3 separate regions of the Mus musculus genome follow, and regions 2 and 3 are each linked to region 1. A link is a contact called in public HiChIP or PLAC-seq data. All regions are on one chromosome and are shown on one strand. The core of a region is the stretch at or near the end of the contact, and the rest is flanking DNA. Distances in the headings are between cores, read along the strand shown. Region 1 holds the start of Yrdc (yrdC domain containing (E.coli)). Region 2 overlaps Rragc (Ras-related GTP binding C). Region 3 holds the start of 1700021L23Rik (RIKEN cDNA 1700021L23 gene).

What was found. HiChIP or PLAC-seq counts read pairs in DNA pulled down with a chosen protein or histone mark.
Region 2: a contact with region 1 is called in an H3K4me3 HiChIP or PLAC-seq map of the 230-238 cell line, with 6 times the contacts expected there. The contact joins the enhancer-like site here to the promoter of Yrdc in region 1. A contact is called at or near these places in 14 of 39 promoter capture datasets (the 3T3-L1 cell line, the C10 cell line, the HPC-7 cell line and 10 more), 1 of 15 datasets of contacts at CTCF or cohesin (large pre-B cells), 8 of 484 Hi-C or Micro-C datasets (the G1E-ER4 cell line, cardiomyocytes, cerebellum and 4 more), 12 of 115 datasets of contacts at active chromatin or transcription factors (the 230-238 cell line, astrocytes, bone marrow-derived macrophages and 9 more) and 3 of 9 other capture datasets (adipose tissue, embryonic stem cells and liver).
Region 3: an H3K4me3 HiChIP or PLAC-seq map of embryonic stem cells shows a contact between it and region 1, with 2.5 times the contacts expected there. The contact joins the promoter of 1700021L23Rik here to the promoter of Yrdc in region 1. A contact is called at or near these places in 1 of 39 promoter capture datasets (stem cell-derived epiblast-like cells), 1 of 15 datasets of contacts at CTCF or cohesin (embryonic stem cells), 1 of 484 Hi-C or Micro-C datasets (embryonic stem cells) and 3 of 115 datasets of contacts at active chromatin or transcription factors (all in embryonic stem cells).

Annotation. Positions count from the first base shown.
Region 1 is chr4:124,848,369-124,852,588 of GRCm38.p6, reverse strand. Yrdc (yrdC domain containing (E.coli)) reads right to left here and starts at 1,830. Exons shown (of 5, transcript NM_153566.2): 1 at 1,423-1,830; 2 at 782-896; 3 at 570-689. The coding sequence starts at 1,814. Mtf1 (metal response element binding transcription factor 1) reads right to left here. Exons shown (of 11, transcript NM_008636.4): 11 at 2,789-4,220. It overlaps 1110065P20Rik (RIKEN cDNA 1110065P20 gene), which reads left to right and starts at 2,025. Exons shown (of 3, transcript NM_001347196.1): 1 at 2,025-2,067; 2 at 2,156-2,357; 3 at 2,627-3,104. The coding sequence starts at 2,033. The coding sequence ends at 2,722.
Region 2 is chr4:123,934,647-123,938,866 of GRCm38.p6, reverse strand. It overlaps Rragc (Ras-related GTP binding C), which reads right to left. Exons shown (of 7, transcript NM_017475.2): 7 at 1,870-3,329. The coding sequence ends at 3,178. Among named protein-coding and RNA genes, the nearest start is that of Rragc, 19 kb to the right of the region's middle. Within about 2 kb of position 2,311, at least 4 of the 459 cell types and tissues checked have an H3K27ac peak or open chromatin away from gene starts, as enhancers often do. A contact at or near this core is called in the 230-238 cell line, where this site is marked.
Region 3 is chr4:124,330,818-124,335,037 of GRCm38.p6, reverse strand. It overlaps 1700021L23Rik (RIKEN cDNA 1700021L23 gene), which reads left to right and starts at 2,318. Exons shown (of 5, transcript NR_166446.1): 1 at 2,318-2,835.

The sequences.
Region 1 (4,220 bases), core at 581-3,080:
ATCAAGATAAAACAATTCCAACACTTTCTAAAGAAAAATAAGTAAAGCTCCCAGGGGCAAAGAGATGGCTCGGCAGTCAAGAGCATTGACTGCTCTTGTAGAGGACCAAGGTTCAATTCCCAGCACCTACACAGCAGCTCATAACTGTCTACAACTCCATGGTCGGGAGATCTGACACCATCACCAACTCCATGGTCGGGAGATCTGACACCATCACCTAGACACACACACACACACACACACACACACACACACACACACACACGCGCGCGCGCGCAAAACAGCAATGTACATAAAATAAAAATAAATCATTAAAAAAAAGTAAGTGTCCCTAAATAACTAAGGCTGACTGAGATTTTCTTACCCTAGCCTCCTTGTCCTGGCCTTACAAGTACACCACCTGCCCCCTTCCAAGATTCATTCGGATACCCTCCTCTAACCAACACCAAATGGGTAACCTTCTCACCCATGCACCAAAGGCCCAAATTTCTGCCAGGCAATCCCATTACAGTGTTAGCCTTGTTGATTTTAAGGAAACAGCAGTTTAACCTGCTGGGGCCAATTCTCACCTCAACACTCAGAGAACTGGCCTGGGAGCTGAGGTTGGCACTAGTGAGTGCAAGTGGTCCCCCAAACATCTGGGCCAAGTCCAGCATGAAGGCATGGTCAGGAATCCGGATGCCAACAAGCTGGGAAGCAAGAAAAGAGAACGTGAGGAAGACATCGAGGGCTTGCAAGCGTCTGATTTAGATCGCAGGAAAAGGGAAAACTCTTGACTCACACGAGTAAAGGGGTTCAGGTCTTTGTTGAGCTCCTCGGAGCGCTCCATCACCAGGGTCACAGGGCCTGGGAACAGGTCTTCCAGGAGCTCCCTAGGTACTCTCACCTGACAGTACCTGCAGGCAAAGGAGCACAAATCCTCTCCAAATCACCCTGATGGACCTTTCCTGGGGACTTAAGGCAGATGCTGGAGAGGGGTCCCCTTCGCGTGTATAATGAACGAGATCTACCTGACTCTCTACTCCCTCTTCCTCGGAGTTCTGGCAGAAGACAGACTCCACAGAGTACCCTGGGCTTTAAGTCTATCCGCCTGTCTTGGGGGACAAAACCACAGCGCCGTGGCACGTGGATACAATCTCAATCCGTTTAATCATCTGGAAGGCGTTACCCCGAAACGGGCCTCCCCTCCGCCCATCACAAGGGCACCGGGAGAAGAGTGCCATGCTCGCCTAACTCAGCTTCTCGACCGACTGTCTAGAGCGGATCTTGGCGAGCCGTCAGCGCTCCCGACCAATCTCCAGTTCCGGATTCCTCCTCGGGGAGCAAGGACAAGCCCCTCCCGCGCTCGGCGGACGCCGCGGTCTCCCGAGGCTGTCACCGGAAACCCCTCCCGCGGGGCCGCCCCCAGCGGGGCCGCCTCACCTGTAGACGTCGGCCACGCGGCCCAGGCACACGGCCAGCGGCTTGGCCTCGCTGCGGCCTTTGAGGCGGTACACGCAACTCAGGGCCGCCGAGCTGCTCGCCGAGCAGGCCAGGCCGTAGAGCGTGTCGGTCGGGACCGCCACCACGGCGCCGGCGCGCAGCTCGGCCACGGCGGCCCGCAGCGCCTCGGTCCAGCCGGAGCGCTCGGGGCTCGCGGCTTCCACGGGCTCGCTCTCCGGAAGCCGCAGCAGCCGGGCCCCCGGCAGCGCCGGAGCGGGCTCAGGAGGGCGTAGGAGGCGGCAGCCGCGGCCAGAACTAGCCGGCCCGTCGCTCAACCCCATGCCGGCCGCCACGGCGGCCCTCAGCCCCGCGCACGGACGCGCCGTAGACATCCGTGCCGAGCCGCTTCCGGGAGGAAGTGACGCACGGACGCAACTTCCGGCCCGCGAGGCTCGGCCCCGCCTCCGCTCCCGGCCGCTTAAAGGGACCGCGACCCCCAGGCGACTTGAAGGAGAACGGTGGGGACGGGGCGGGGCTCGGCTTAGCGGACTCCTCGCGCGGCGCGGGGGGCGGACTGCGGAGGGGTGGTGAGCGGGTGGCACGGGCGGCGATGGAGTGGGGTCCCGGCGCAGGCTGGTCACGGGGGTGAGAGCGGGCCGGCGGGGCGGTGGGTTGGGGCCGCGACCTCGCGCCGCCTAGCGCCGGGCCCTGACGCCGTCTCTCTCCCGGGCAGGGAGGCTGCCGGCGTGGACCGTGGGAAGGCGGGGTTGGGGCTCGGCGGGAGGCCACCCCCGCAGCCGCCCCGAGATGAACGCGCCCAGCAGCTGCTGGACGCCGTGGAGCAGCGGCAGCGGCAGCTTCTGGACACCATCGCCGCCTGTGAGGAGATGCTGCGGCAGCTGGGCCGCCGGCGCCCAGAACCGGCTGGTGGCGGGGTCAGTGCCCAGTGCCCTCTCCGGGCTGGACCTGGGGAGGTGGGCGCTTCCCACTCACTGCACTGGTCTAGCTCGCGCTCCCCACCCCCACCCCGCTCCAAAGGAGGCAGGTGGAAGAGCATCCCCACCGCTTAACTTCCTTTGATCTGAGCGAGGTTTTGAAAAAGCATGGTACTGTCGAGATGCCAAGTGGCCTTATTCTTGTGGGGCCTAACTTAAGGCCTTTCCTCCGGGCTCATCCCCCCTCCCCCCTTTTCTGTTCCAACTAGAACGGTTCAGCCAAGTCTGGAGCGCCGCCCCAGCCATCTGTATCGGCCAGAGGTGGCCTTCCAAAGGATGCTGGCGATGGAGCCTCGGAGTCTTGATCATACCCTAGCCGGGCACCCTGACTTCTGTCCCTTTCCAGGGCCAGTGGCTGGACTGTGACCAACTCCCTTCACTAAAAGGGGCCAGTCTTCACGGGCAGTTGCTGGTACTTGGCCCTCAGCCTGGGATGGCAACTCTACTAGCAGCTGGGTTCACTCCCACGTCGTCCTGGCTGAAGGCAGTACTGTGCTTTGAAATGGAGCCAACAAACATCCAGTCTTGAGTACTCGGATTCAGGAAGCCAGCAGTGCTGGCCAGAGTGGTCTGGCCTGCTTTGGGGGTTCCAGGTGGTATTACATGTTCATTTCATGCTTTGGGGGCTCTCAGCCCCACAAAACACTTGAGCAGAGTCTTGATTAAAAGGAAATCTGCAGACCCTGGTGACTGACCTTTCTTTTCTGTCCCTCCAAGACTTGATGGCTGGGAGTGGGAAGAGAGTGTCAACCAGGGACAGGGATGGGAAGTAATGCCACATGTACTACCAGATTTAAATAAGCATTTAATTAAGATTTCATTAGTATTTAATATTGCTTTTTCAATTCCAAAAAGTTAAATTTTCACTTCATAGCAGATATTTTAAAGTACAATATTAAGTTTATACAAAATGAGCAATTAAGCAAACACTATTATTTCACATTCTTCAAAAATACAAATTCGTATTTATTCTTTTTAGGGGTTGGAGGTTTCTTCCTTTGGAAGTACTGAACCTGTAACGTTTTCATATCGCTCAGTGGAAGTCCGTTGTTCCCATGTTTTACATTTAAAATAAACTTGGTACTTTTACATAATTCAAATAAAACTATTTGGGACTTAAAAACTTGTCACCAAGACCACTGGCCAATGATTAGTTTGTGTTAGAAAAGAGTTTGTGGCCTTTTCTGGCTAGATCTGAGCCAGGCAACCAGAAAAGCCCGTTTTCCAGCCACCTTCCCCAAACTGCAACAGGGAATTCCCAGGAAAAGGGACTAGCTACCTGGGACTCCAACCTCAGTGACATTTTCTCCAAAGCACAACCAAAGATGCAGGCTGTTGACTCACACAGCCCTTGGGAAGCCTGAGAACACCCGCGGCAAGGGCGGGCAAGCCCCTGACTTGGCACCTCGAGGGACACGGGGATACTACAATAAACACCCCAGATTTTGGTGGAAAAAAGTTTTATGAAAACATTACCTGTTTAAAAAAAAAAAAAGTAGAAATTGCATTGAATTGAGAAAGTGACATGACATTATCACCTATTTTTGTCCCAGTGAGCCACCACCAAGGAGCAGTGTATGGTTTTTACACGCCAGTTCTAGAAAAAGGTTGTACTATAATATAATTTGACAGATCCAATTAAACTTGCATTTTCAACGCAGACTGAGAAGCCCTCAAGCCGCCAGAACAGTGAGAGATGCCTGGGCTAATGACCAACCTCCCCAAGAGCAGGGGCATAAGAAACAAGATCCAAGAATATGCAAGAAACAGACCAATCAGAAATATGTATGATCCAGTTTTATG
Region 2 (4,220 bases), core at 1,062-3,561, 910 kb after region 1:
TCTTATATACATTTATAATTTATAATCTGTGGTCATCTCTATGTGCAAAAACATCTATAACATGTTTATAGTCTATGACCATGCATTTATATCTGTATGCACCTATGAATGTGGAGATAGAAAAGGCAGTGATGAGAACCAACTAACAGCCTCACTGCAGAGGTGTTTGGCAAACCTTCCCAGCTCTGAGGTACTGTGGATAAACTCCCACTGGGGTACACTTATACTTTCCTTTCCACATCCATTTCTTTTTCACTATTTCCACTTGTCTGTTTTTGTGTTTTTTTTTTTTGTTGTTGTTGTTGTTGTTGTTTTGTTGAGACGGGGTTTCCCTGTGTAGCCCTGGCCATCCTGGAACTCACTATAGACCAGGCCGACCTCGAACTAAAGAGACCCACCTGCCTGTCTCCCCAACTGCTGAGATTAAAGATGTGTGCCACCACCTCCTGTCTTTTTGCCTTTCTTAATCATCCCTGCATTTATTTTGTCAGGTTATAATTTTGTCACATCAAGCTCCTCTGAAATATGTTTTTTTGTTGTTGTTTTGTTTTGTATTTTTGTTTTAGGACAAGGTCTCCACTCTCTCACTCAGGCTGGCCTAGAACTGTGTACCAGCTTTAAGTACCATGCTTCAAAGCCGCTGATTCTCCTGTCTCTGGGGCTTAACACTATACTTAGGTTTTTGTCATTTGGTTGGTTTTTTTTTTTTTTTTTCCTTTTAAAAAAAAGTTATCTCACAGCTTGGGGGTTAAGTGGCTTAAGTGGCCCTTCTGCACTGGCCCCAAGTAGCTAAGGCCACATGTGTATGCAGCTGTGCTACGCAAATCTATGATGCTATGAAAACAGCATCACCAAGCCTGAGTCTGAGGCAGGAGGCAAATGAGGAATACAGGTGTTAGCCTGGACTACACGCCCTCCTGGGCTATCAATCACATCTATGACACATCTGGACACCTCAGTTTACCCACAGCACAGCTTTACACGCCCTCCTGGGCTATCAATCACATCTATGACACATCTGGACACCTCAGTTTACCCACAGCACAGCTTTACAGCTATTTCTTCAGCCCGAGAACTCCCTTGGCTTGGAGTTTAAGGTACACACCATCCTATCTGCAGCTCTCAGCAAGGCTCTTTACCCATCCTGACCTGGTTCCATCGTGTGAAAACTTACAGGGAACTGTTAGATACAATTAATAGATCTTTTCAAACAGCTTGTCATTTCTATTTCAGAGTTTCACTTCTAAAGTAGTCCAATTGTGAAATGAAACATCCTTCAAACAATACCTCCTCTAGTTAATGACTAGTTCTTCAGTCAGTTTAGACTCAACCTAATGTAAACACTGAATCCAAAGGTTAGTAATGAGTACCTAGGAAACTTGGTACCATGATTTTAGGGGCTCTTTTGCATGGTTAGTGGGTAGGGGCAGCCATCAGCTACAGTGTATCTGTGGAGGTCAGAAGACAATTTGCAGGACTCTGCTCTTGCTTGCTGCCATGTGGATCCCAGGGATTAAACTCAGGTCACCAGGCTCAGTGACAAGCACTTTCACCAGCTGAGCCAGCCCACCATGCTCTTTCTACTCCTGTTTCACCTCAGCCTCCTTACTGTTCTGCCTGGATGCAATGTACAAGTCATGCCAGGCTCTGGATGCTCCCCAGTACCAGAGAGGTCTGTTAACATAAAACCACAAATCCAAACATGTTCTCACCTGAGCCCACACCTACTCCACAGCAGAAATGGGCCATGAAAATGATCTCAAGACAAAAGCAGATGTGCTGAACAGAAGGAATGGTGACTGCACACAGCAGCAAAGGACAGAGGAATGGTGAGAAAAGAAGCACTCTTACACATCACACAACAAACACTGACTTTGGAGTAAATACATTTATTGATACCCATTTTACATATAGTTCAATGAAATAATCTATAAATATAAAAGCATTTTTCCTTTGGATATCACCGTGGTCCATGTAAATTCGCAACAGTCAGTCATCTGCAGGAAGTGCTCCAAGTCTCACTGCTAGGTTACAGACCTGAGTACATTTCACTCACCAGCTGCACTGACGCACTCAAGGGGCCCAGTGGCTTTGGAATGTGACTACTGGGCATGTGTAGTAAAGAAAATGTGAAAGCCTAAATCAGTGGGAAGGGTATCAGCCATGAACAACAGGGAACAATTATGAATTCATATCTCAGGCAAAGCAAAGTAGCACAGCTGACACTTGGTGTCAGACAACCGACCGCAGAGTGTGTGAAGTTGCACACGCTGCAGCTGCACCACCGCATGCTTCCGCCAATCCCCAGAGGACGGTTCGCAGGAGCCCTTAGGGTCATCTGTGGTCAAAAACAATTCGTAAAGAGCCTACATAGCATAGAATAAAAGCCATGGCATCGAGATTAAAGAAAAGTGAGCTAAGTACTTCAGTGACATAATGAGTTTGTCCCTTCACTGGGGGGACTGTGGGGAAGTCTTTCTGTCTTAAATTCCCTTTGTTGCATTGTGCATGGTCATGATCAGGCGAGGAGAGCACGGCCCTCTGCTACCTGAACCACAGCTGTGGAAAATCACTTCTGTTTCAAAGTTTTTCCAACACATCCAGAGATCTGATGCTGCCCTTGCTGAGCCTGGCTCTCCCCGATGCCGCACAAAAACTTCCTCTTCTCTTCAGAAACATCCTTCGCTTGGTCTTCTGAATCAGCAAGGTAATGCACTTCCAAGGTCTTAGAGGTACAGTGAGATCTGAACTCTGAAAGGCAGTGTTAGAACGTAAGCAAAGCAAGTCTTTCGACACTACTCAAGTGAAGGCCTAGGGAAGCATATAAAACTCAGTTTCCTACTGTTTTAGGCTGGGACTGACAGCAACATTCACTGGTAAAGATGGCTAACTGGTTATCATCTCCAGGTCCAAAATATCCCAGCTATTTAAAGTAGGGCTCAAGAGAGAAGAAAAGACACACTGAGTTCTGAGGTCTCTGCAATTCTTTTGCGATGTACTTAGAGAGTAGCTTCAGTTGCACACAGCCGGCTGAGGGGCTCTCGTCAGCAGAGAAACTCCACCGTCGTCATCGTCTCCAGACTCCATAGGCAGCAGCGCTCATGTCCTGCAGTGCATGGCATCTGACCCTGGAGGGAGGACTAAGCCAGCACTGAGCCTCCGCTGCTGAGACTCAGACTAGATGGCATTCCGAGGCGTGCCGTTATGTGCCAAGGCTTTCAGACTTGGAGCACTGGTCTGATGACTGCAGCTTCTGTGAGAAGTCACACCCACCTCAAACACCTCATGGATAGCTTTTCGGAAACAGTGGAAGTTGTAGTCTATCAACCCTACAAGAGAGAGAAAGAGCCTGTCTATTTAAATGCCAACTGTGAAGCTCCCCTCTCTCCGAAACTCTTCACACTGCAATCAATCACTGTAAAGCCAAGAATCCAGCAGCTAACACTGTTACCTCTAGGACAGACGTGAACAGTGAGAACTGGTAATCTAACAAATCAAGTGGGAAGATGAATGTGTTAAATCCTCAAGTCAGGGTAGCATTCTTTCCACCAATGGCCCTGTAGAGCAGCTAATGAAGTATGCAGGAAGCAGGCAGGCAGCATTGGTATATAAGCTCAGCAGGGCTCCAGCATCCTCCACCCAACTTTGAGAGAGGAGAGTTACTCTCTATCTGTTTTAGGGACTGAACATCCACTTGAGACTTTGGGTGATCAAAGGTTTCTCTTATGACAGAAAGAGTGGGTTGCCATTTTCCCCCTTCACCTTTATATGTGGAACCCCAATTCTGAACAAGCAACTGAGACTGAGCTTTAAAAATTCCATTTCCTTGTCTCTAGCTGCATATGTATCAAAAGATGGCCTAGTAGGCCATCACTGCAAAGAGAGGCCCATTGGACTTGCAAACTTTATATGCCCCAGTACAGGGGAACGCCAGGGCCAAAAAGGGGGAGTGGGTGGGTAGGGGAGTGGGGGTGGGTGGGTACGGGGGACTTCTGGTATAGCATTGGAAATGTAAATGAGCTAAATACCTAATAAAAAATGGAAAAAAATTCCATTTCCTAGCCTCCCCTGGGCCAGATACAGGCACTTGGCTTAATTTGAAATGCCCCAAACTGGATAGTAAGCTCTTCCATCAGAAGAGCCGTCACCTATATATATACCCACTGGCAAAGCAAGACCACCCCACCTGCACTCGTCCACATCAAACACCAAAAGCACTG
Region 3 (4,220 bases), core at 1,069-3,568, 520 kb after region 1:
AGGAAAGAACAAATATCTACGAAACAATCAGAAAGCAACAAAATAACAGTGGGTTCCTTCTAACCGATATTACTTTAAACATAAATGGGTTAAATCCTCCAATCAAAACGTGCATAGAAACTGAATAGATTTTTAAAAAGCAAAGGCTCACTATTTGTTGCTGTGTTAGTCAGCTTTCCATTGCTATGAAAGATGGGTAATTAGGAGGATAGGTCTGTGTTTCTCATGGTTTGGTGGGAGGGGTTAGTTCATAACCACTTGTCTCCATTGCCTTTGCATCTGTGGTGAAGCATAACCCCATGACAGGGGAGTTGGAGCTGAAACCTTTTTACCTCATACTGACTCAGAAGCAAAAAGCAAGAAAGAACCAGAGCCTTACTATCTCCTCCAAGGACATTTTCCAATGGCTTAACTTACTCAGCTTTGGGAGACATTCCATATCCAAACTGTGGTCTACCAGACAATCAATTCGCTTTTAAGGACATACATAGATTGAAAGTGAAGAGAAGAGAGCAGGTATGGCTGTTTCTTTCTTAATTAAATTTCTTAGGCAGTTGTACAGATGTTCACAATGCATGCTGTCAGCTCTCATGCCCACCTCCCAACCATCCCTGTGCATCCTACCTCCTCCCCACAAATCTCTCTTACACATTTTGTTTTTGTGACTCACTGAGAGGAACCAGGGTCATGTGTGTGTCCATGGGTTGAGCGCTATCCACTGGAGCCTGGTGGGATCACATGGAGCAATGGGCATACAGCTAAAGATGGTGGGGGTGTGAGACTGTCAATGTTTTGCCAATGTTGGTAAAAGAAATTGAGGATTTCGTGTGAAGTTAAACACATACATTCTCTATGATCTGGCAATTCTACTGTGCATTTAACCATATGTTCACAATTGTGTCTTCATTTAAACACATGCCTCATTTGTGGGAGAATATTCAGAGTGGCTTTATTCATAATAGCCCCAAATTGGAAGCAACCCAGTGGTCCACAGATAGGGGAGTGGATAAACAGACTGTAATATGTTAATAAAACTGACTACTGTTTGGAGTAGAAGAAACTACTGTCCTGTCTGGCAATGTGGATAAGTATAGAAATGCCATGTGGGTAAAGGAGCTTGTTAAAAATATAGCATGGGCTCCATGACCATGCTTGTAAACTATTCTAGAACAGGCTAAGCCATGACCATAGAAACCAGAATGGTGGACCCTTCCAGGGACAGACTATTGTTACTTAGTGTTCTTCAGAGAAAGAAAACCAATGGCAAGGAATATGAGAGCTACAGTGCTACATTGTCTCAAACATAGCAAACACACAGCTGGGCTGCAGTCTCACAAAGTCCAGTACCAGCTGAGCCAGGAGACCTGCTAGCTGCCAATGAAAGAGGTTATGAGTGAGAGAGGCCAAGGATGTAGACTCGGTGTGAAGCTGACCGCCAGAAAGCTTTCCAGTGAACCACCCATGAAGCTAATCTTGTTCAAAGGCTGATGAACCTGGAGTCTATCCACCACGATGACAGCAACAGCAATGTCTAGAAGGGGATCATGGGCCTGGAAGCTAGTTTTGCTCATCTTTCTTTTTTATTATTAGAATTATTTAAAAAATTTAAAATTATATGTGCCTGCCCGTGTCTGTCTGTCTGAGAGAGAGAGAGAGAGAGAGAGAGAGGGAGAGAGAGAGAGAGAGAGAGAGAGAGAGAGAGAGAGAGAGAGAGAGCAGAAACACTCAGGTATCCATGGAATCCAGAAGAGGATGTTGGATCCCCCAGAACTGGAGTTATAGGCAGTTGTGAGCTGACTGACCTGGGTACTGGGAACTAAACTCTTAACTCCTCTGTAAGAGCAGTAAGTGCTCCTAATTGCTGAGTCATCTCATCTTTGCTGAGTCATCTCTCCAGACCCTTCTACTTTTTGTTGTTTCATCCAAGCCCTCAGCCTATTGCCTGCCATTCAGGTTCAGGGCAGATCACTTCCTCCACAGTTCCCTGACTCACACGCTGATCTCTGCAAACACCGTTACAGACACTCCCAGAAGTATGCTTTATCAATATAATAAATAGGCATCTTTCAATCCAGTCACATTGATAACTGAAGTTAACCACCACACACAGGACAAAGGAGCTCCCTGCAGAGTCAGGAATATTAATGCTAGGATGGAGGTCAACTGGTCCTGTGTGTTCAAACCCCACAAGGTGCTCTCATCAGGAATCTTAACACAACAACACAACAGACATTTACTCCTAGCGACTGGAAGTCCCAAACACCGGTAGGTGGGATGGGACCTGGAATCACCATGGAAACACCTCTGGGCATGTGTATGAAGGCATTTCAGGAAAGGTTTGATGATAAGAGAAAGGTCACTTAAATGTGGGCACCACCATCACAAATCCCACGGACTGCGGTCCCGTGCTGAGTAAAAGACAGGAAGTCGACTGAGGACCAGCATCCCCCACGCTCTGCTTCCTGCCTGGGGATGCAGTGCGGCTCCACTCATCTGTAGTTCCGCCTCCCACCTTGCTCCCCTTGATTCACGGTCCCCTTAAACTTCGAACCAAAGCGAACCCTTTCCTTAGGTTGCTGTTGGACAGGAACCTGGCTACAGAGGGATGACTCTTCTGGAGCATCCCCTCAGGGTAGGAGTCAGGGAGGATGCGCCGCCGGCTAAGGCTTCAGTTCTTGGTGGCCTTGGCTTGCGGATGCTGCCCCATGCTCTCTGATCGATACCCCATGTTCGCATGCCCGGTCCTCTTTCCAGGGACACCACATTGGCTGAGGACCTACACCTGTGAGCTGATCTTAACTTGATCAGCCCTGCCCAGAAGGACCCTGTTTAAAGGTAAATTCACATTCATAGGAAGTAGGACTTATCTTTTTTGGGGGTGGGGGTGGGGGAGGGGTGGGACAACTAAACCATAACACACAGGCATTTATCTATCAAAACCAAACTTATGAGAGGGGAATCTGTGACCTTGGCTTGGTGATGAGTTTTTAGATATAACACCCAAAAAACATGATCCGTGAAATAAAAAACTGATAAGTTGGATTTTATTAAAATTAATAACTTCTGCTCTGTAAGAGGGACTGCTGCGGGGAAAATATTTTTTTAAAAAAATATTTATCTAATAAAAGGCTAGTATCTAAAATAACAAGTCTTTACGTTTTTTCACATTTACATTTTTCATGAATTCTTTTTTATTTCTCCAGAGGACAACTTGCTGGAGATTGTCCTCTCCTTCCACTGTGGGTCCCACCCAGGGATTGAACTCTGGTCATTGGGTTTGGCGGTTGACGCCTTCACCTGCTGAGCTACCTCACTGGACTCGTGATTTAACACAGATGTCTCCTCTATGAAGGCAATCCCAACAAAGCATACGGAAAGATGTGAATTGGAGCCATCCTCTGTCACTAGAGGACTGAAGTCAGAACACAGCCATGACTGTAGGAATATGCATACTTAGCAGAATGGACGGGTTAAACAATCAAATAAATACAAGGGCAATTTCCTGTGCTGGAGAGGATCCAGGCAACAGGAACCCAGAGACTGACCATAGATGCCCTTTGGAGGACTCACAGAGCTCACTGTGGCCTTGCCAACAGTTCTTGGCTGTTCCCCACAATAAAATCTTCCCACAAACACCCAGGGCAGCATTATTTACAGCCAGCAAAACTGGAAAAGCCGAGTGTCATTCAGCCGATTAATTCATGCACACACGGTGGTTCAGTCCTGTAATGGAATATTATTTAGTGGTGAAAAGGCTTGAGGTACCAAGGCATTTTTAAAAAAATGAATCTTTGAAAAAAAAACACTTATTTAAAAATCTTTAATCCAAAAGAGGTTTTACATTTGTATATTTACCTGTACAACTACAAATATGCGGCATCCATATGAGTTCATGTGTGTGGGCACCTGTGTGGAAGTCAAAGGACACACTGTAGAAGTCCCTTCTCTCCTTCCACCATATGGTTGCTGGGACTTACGTCATCAAACTTGGTAGCAAGCACTGTTACTATGTAAGCCTTCTTGCCAGCTCTACCTTAAAATCGTGCTTGTTGGTTTATTTCTTTAGTGTATTTGTGTGGTTGTGTACACGGTGTTTTGTGTGCGGTCAGAGGACAGTTTGTGATAGCTGATTTTCTCCTACCCTGTGGGTCTCAGGAACTGAACTCAGGTTGTCAAGCGTGGTGGCACTTGAAACTACCTCATCTGTTCCTGATGCCCCA